2 separate regions of the Hordeum vulgare genome follow, and region 2 is linked to region 1. Evidence: chromatin contacts called from public Hi-C data. All regions are on one chromosome and are shown on one strand. Each heading gives the region's core, a stretch centred on a gene start, on an enhancer-like site or on the middle of the called end of the contact. The rest is flanking DNA. Distances are from core to core; before and after follow the strand shown. Region 1 holds the start of LOC123426597. Region 2 has its middle 110 kb from the start of LOC123407856.

What was found. A called contact is a pair of places that touch in the nucleus more often than the background predicts.
Region 2: a contact with region 1 is called in a Hi-C map of leaf, with 7 times the contacts expected there. The contact joins the enhancer-like site here to the promoter of LOC123426597 in region 1. A contact is called at or near these places in 2 of 6 Hi-C or Micro-C datasets (leaf and seedling).

What each region holds. Positions count from the first base shown.
Region 1 is chr1H:113,960,437-113,963,431 of MorexV3_pseudomolecules_assembly, reverse strand. LOC123426597 reads left to right here and starts at 1,464. Exons shown (of 6, transcript XM_045110468.1): 1 at 1,464-1,890. The coding sequence starts at 1,576.
Region 2 is chr1H:114,500,994-114,503,988 of MorexV3_pseudomolecules_assembly, reverse strand. No RefSeq gene overlaps it. Among protein-coding and RNA genes, the nearest start is that of LOC123407856, 110 kb to the right of the region's middle. Within about 2 kb of position 1,603, at least 3 of the 3 cell types and tissues checked have open chromatin away from gene starts, as enhancers often do. A contact at or near this core is called in leaf and seedling, where this site is marked.

The sequences.
Region 1 (2,995 bases), core at 215-2,714:
TTGATTCCTTCTGGCCCGCAATTAACTTGGGCCGAGAATACACTAAGGGCCAGTTCTTTTCCAGCTTATTTTAGCTTAATGTCAAAATAAGGCAAGAGTCCAAAAGAACTTGATTTGTATAAGCTAGCTTAACTTATTTCCATCGGAGTCCCCTTTGCAATGGAAAAAAAGTTGGGGGGAGCAGCTTCCCGCACAAGCTCACTTAGAAGCGAAGGGGTATAATCCGTTGCCCCTCGTTTCGCACTAATTACAATAAGTCTACCACCGAACCCAACCCCTCGTCCCACCACAAAAAATGAATCGAGCCGCTCCAATATGGCGGACCACCAGGGCTCCACTACGGCGGACGACGTCCAACTTCGGCTCACGACCCACTCCAGCAAAGGACCCCCGTCCCTTGCCCTACTTCGACGGACGACCCACTCCAGCTCCACTTCAAGGATATTACAGACTTCGCATTACTCATACCATATATAAGCTAGAAAAACATGCACCAAAAAGACCTGACTAGCTTAAGCTTATTTCCACCCAAGCTCTTTTGGAGCTTATTCTCGAAATATCCTATCTGCCGCTTGTTGCATCAAGTAGTCGGCGCTTCGCATACGCGAGCGCGACCGAGCAACGACGCAACGGCCCAACCCATATAACTGCTCGAGCGTTCCGGTTTTGGGAACCTTCTAGAGGTTTCAATCGGTTTTTCTGGTTTTGGAAAACTTTTAGAAGGTTCCCTGAACCGTTTTTTTTCTTCTTCTTTTCCTTTTTATTTTTTCTGTTTTTTTCCGTTTCTCTTTTAAAATATGTTCTTGATTTTCAAAAAAGTTCTTCAAATTAGAAAAATGTTCTTGCTTTTAGAAAACTGTTCTCAATTTTGTAAAATGTTTTTGGATTTCCAAAAAGTGTTCTTGGTTTTAAAAAAAAATCTGAATTTTTGAAAAATGTTTTAGAATTTGAAAAAATGTTCCGGAATTTGAAAAATATTCCAGATTTTCAAGTAAATGTTCTGGTATTTGAAGAAATGTTCCAGAATTTAAAAAATATTACAGAATTTGAAAAAATGTTCCGGAATTTGAAAAAATATTCCAGAATTTTTAGAAAATGTTTCAGAATTTGAAAAAATGTTCCTAAAATTTTAAAATTGTTCCATAATTTTTATCTCAATTTTTCGATTTCTTTTATAAAATATTCCTAAATTTAAAAGAATGTTCTGGAATTTTTAGCTAAATGTTTCGGATTTTATCCTTTGTATTCTGTTAGTGGGCCGGCCCTGTCGCGATTCCTCGGTGCGTCCGCGCGCTGCTGGACGCAAAGAGCGTCCAATAGGACCTCCCCTTATTCTCAGAATAGCTTATTTGCACGGGAGAACTCAAAAGAACTGGCCCTAATACTGCAGCCCACCAAAACGAGAACGCGTGGCTCGCCTGCTCGGGCCCAACCAGGACTTAGTCGTTTACTCGCAGCAGTCGCAGTCTTCACCTTCCGGGAAACAAATCCCACCGACCTTGATAGATTGCCGTCTCCCTACCCCTCCCCTTCTTCACCAGCCAGCCAGCCAGCTCCGGCCAAATCCCGATCGCGATGAACACGTCGCAGTTCATGGACAAGCAGATCCTCGGGCTCGCGGCGTCGGGCGCGGCGTCGTCGCCTCCCTCCGGCGGCGGCGGCGGCGGCGGCCAGCTGTTCGATCTGATGGGCCCCAACCCGCAAGAGGACGACGTGGTGGAGAGCCATGGCCTCCACGCGCGTCGCGGCGCCAGTGCCACGGAGGAGGTGATGGTGCCCAGCTACGACTTCCAATCCATCCGCACCGCCGCTGCCCCGGTTGCCCCTGCACCGGCTGCGGCGAACGCTTGGGGGTCGCTCGACGCCAATGCCGCGTCCCCCAAACTTAAGGTAATACTACTTGGCCACCTTCAGTCCGACACTGCTGTTCATAGATCTGTTCATCGACACTAGTATTTGCTAGCTAGTGCTGGTCTGAATTCCGTTACGTCCATAAATCGAATCGATGTGGTTGCTCTTTTGGCACCATTTGATTCAGATAGAAAAGGGAAAAGTAGCCCTAGTGGTTGTAGTTCCGGTGCTTGTGAAGGCTGATGAATATCCATGACACTATGTCAAGGTTTTTGTAGTTACTCTTAGGATGGTTGCAGATGCTGCTCTTGCAATGGCCCTAAGTTTACAACTTATTGCTGATTTATGCTCTTTATGGTTGACTGCTTACTCCTTCTCATAGTCTTATATGCCTCATATTGATGTACCTAAATCGGTTAATGTTCAACATCACTTTAGTGGGAGTGTATATAGCAAAGTAAATATCAAAACATGGTCTGCCACCTAACCAAGTTACGCAACTTTGCATTTGCGGGCATGCTTAAGATGTTCCCCGTGCACGTTGGAAGAAAAATGGTAGTGGCACATCATGAATCCATGTCCCTTGGCGCAATTCCGTGAGCTGCATTTATGGTAACTATGAAAAAAGTGTGCATGTGTGTGAAGTTTTAATCATGGGTTAGAGAGATAGTTAGGCAGCAGTAAACAGGTATCTCCAGAGCTGCAGGATGGACCATTGGGCCATGTCATTAATTATTCTACCAATCTTACTGGGCAGTCGAGCTCCAGCATGTTCCATGTTATATTTGTGCATGCAAAGTTATTAGTACTATATTTTTCAACATTTTTCTTATGTACACAGTGGTAGCTGTATACAAAAAAGTGGTAGGCTATGCAATTTAATTGGCAACTGATTGAGTATAAGAATCAGCACAGGCACACTGGGATCTTATGTACCCATTCACCGTATATGCTTCTGTAGCTGTATGCAGTATTAATAACCAATCAAAGAGGTTTTTTAATTCTTTATTAGTTGTTGTGATGCATGATTGTTATCACTTCATATCACCTCACTGGTGTTGTCTTTCCTTGTGATATCTGTACTTAGTTGTTTGATGCATGGTTGTTATCACTTCATATCACCTCATTGGTTTTCTCTTTCCTT
Region 2 (2,995 bases), core at 354-2,853, 540 kb before region 1:
AATTTCTTAATAGATGATCAAGAATTTTTCTATAGACATTCAATATTTTCGTAATATTTTTCAACATTTTTCTAACATTTTATATAGAGTGTCATTTGTGATATAAAATTATAAAAAATTTAGGTTCAAGATTATAAAATAAAAGCAAAACAAAAACATAAAAAGAGCTTGTGACCACCCGTACAGGAGTTCCCTGCTTTGATGGTGCCGTGAGACGTTTATGCCATGCCGCGGGAGCTATATCTGGATTTACACAATATAGAAACTCTTCACTCTGAAGGGAATTGCTCTTCGCGCTAACATTTGGGAAGGCCTATTAAAAAACTTTTAAAATAAAGGGAGGGGGAAAAGAAAGCGCTCCGAGGATTCGAACCGTGAATGTCGTGGTTACTTCGTACAAATAGCAAGTACGCCATGGCCATGTTTGTGTTTGTTATATACCGGCGACGTACTTGATCTAAAATAGCAAGTTTTCTCCATCAAATTTTTTTGCTTTCTGTATTGTTTTTGTTTTGAAGCCGGTTTTCTTGTTTTTTCTCTCTATTTTCATTGGGTTCTTTTTTTTCTATATTTTGTGTTTCTTTCTTGGTTTTTGTTGGCATTTTTTGTTTTCTCTATTTTCTCTTCGCTCTTTTATTTGTAATTTTTTATCTCTTTTTCTATTCTCACGGTTTTCACTGTTTTTCTATATACACTTCTGGTATATATCTAATACATTTTTTCTTATAAATATTCAACATTTTCCAAATACAAAATCAACATTACTAAATACATTGTCAATAGTTTTTGAATACATGGTGAACACTATTTCTATACAGATTCATTATATTTTCTAAAGTTGTGTTAATATTTTTATATAAAAATTGTATTTTTTAATAATGGTCATCATTTTTTCAGTAAACATTTATCATTTTCAAAATACAAGTTTTAACATTCTAATACATGGTAAACATTTTTCCTATAAACATTTAAGATTTTTCCAACACAAGTTCACCATTTTTTCAATATATGGTCAACATTTTGTGTATACAGACTCATCATTTTCCAAATATAAGTATAACATGTTTTCTACACACAATTTAAAATTTCAAAGACAAGTTCAATTTTTTAATAGAAGATCAATATTTTTTCTATATGCATTTAACATTTTTCAAATAAAATTTAATGTTTTTTAAAGACGTGATCAACATTTTTTATATACGCATTTCACAGTTTTAAAATGTAAGTTAAATATTTTTTGAACAATTAGTTCACATTTTTCTAAAATTGTGGATCAACATTTTTAAATACATGGTCAATATTTTCTATACACATTTCAGGTTGTGTATTTTTTGTATACATTTTTTGATTATGTGATTAAAACTTTCTCTATGCACACTTAACATTTTTCAAATGCTTAGTCAAACACTTTAAAATATATTTTTAGAGTGTTTTTTAATACACATACACATGCATTTTGAATGTTTATACTATAAACAAAAGTAAAACGATAAAGCAAAAAAGAACACAGAAAACGTAGGAACAAAAACAAGGTTGTGGCCCTTGCATGCCTGGCCTGGGCCAATTCGCCCTCCCCTTCAGCGATGGGCCGTAGCTCTCGCTGAGTGCGAGATATGGGGTCGCTCTTGATCTAGGCCCGTAGCTCCAGTTAAGGCGACTCGTGTGTGTTTATTCAAAATCATTAATAGAGGAGCACCCATTTCAGAGATAACTTCCAGCTTCTCTGACGCACTGTATGTGTGCTACTTCTCCCAACCTAGAAGTTTTTTATTTTTTTGTGGATCCGTTATTTTTAAAATATTTTATCTTTTAAACCGCGAGTCCAAATGTTGAACTATTTTCTTTATTGAATTCCTCACGTTCAGATCTTTAAAACTAGATTCCGTGTTGATAAATTTTGACAAACTTTTCTCATAAAAAATAGACAAAAAAACCGCGATTCCCTCAAAAGAAAAAATAACATATTTTTATGTTTTTAAGAGGCACGGTCGTGCCCCTCGCGGAAGAAAACCTATGCCTCTAGCGAAATCAAAACCGTGCCCCTTACAAAAGAAAATAAAACAGAAAACCTGTATTTTTTGTTTCCGAGAGGCACGGTTGTACCTCTCGCGAAATCAAATCCATGTCTCTTGCGTAAGAAAAGAAAATAGAAAATGCATTTTGTTTCTAGACCCTCTCATAAAAAAAAATTTGATCCTCTCGTAGAAGCAAATTCATGTTTCCTGAGAAAGGAATAAAAAAAGAAAACCAATCTTTTTTTACCGTGCATCTCGCGAAAGAAAAATCATGCTTTACAGAAAAAACGGATGTTTCTTCATGCAAAAAATGTTTTTCTGAAAAAAATTTCGTTCAAAAGCAAAGAAAGACCCGTGGAAAACGAAAAAGCCAAGAAATAACATAAAAATGAAAAATACGTGCAAAAGAAATAAAAAATAAATAAATCTAAATAAAACATTCAAAAAGCGACACGTGGCAACGTATGAAAGTGAACGTTAGGAGGCTCCTCAAAAAATGCTCGCCGACTAGTTTATTAAAAAAGTCTAACAATGAGTAGTGGCGTAGCTAGCTTGGTGAGCCAGGGTGGTTCTATAATAAAATTTTCATGTAATTTTCTGCATTGTAAAAAATATATATCTTTTTTCTATCGTATATATTGGCTATGGTGGAATTTCAGGATGGTCCATGGACCACCCTGTCCACCCCCTAGCTACGCCACTGACAATGAGTTTGTTGCAGCTCAACTACCCATGAATACCAGGATGCGCGGATTGTTTCTACCTTGCATTAAGCGATATATAGCCGCGCCTGCTTGCGAAGGGCCACACTGGGAGGAATGTTGTCTTACATGGGTAGGCCCAGTTAGCTTCCTTTTCCGGACGTATATGCAACTTCCTGTAGCTTTTGAACTTTTTTGTCTTTATTTATTTTATAGTTTTAGTAAAAAAATTCTTTTTTGTTGCACCCTTTTAATTCATGTTTTTTAACCCATAAATAA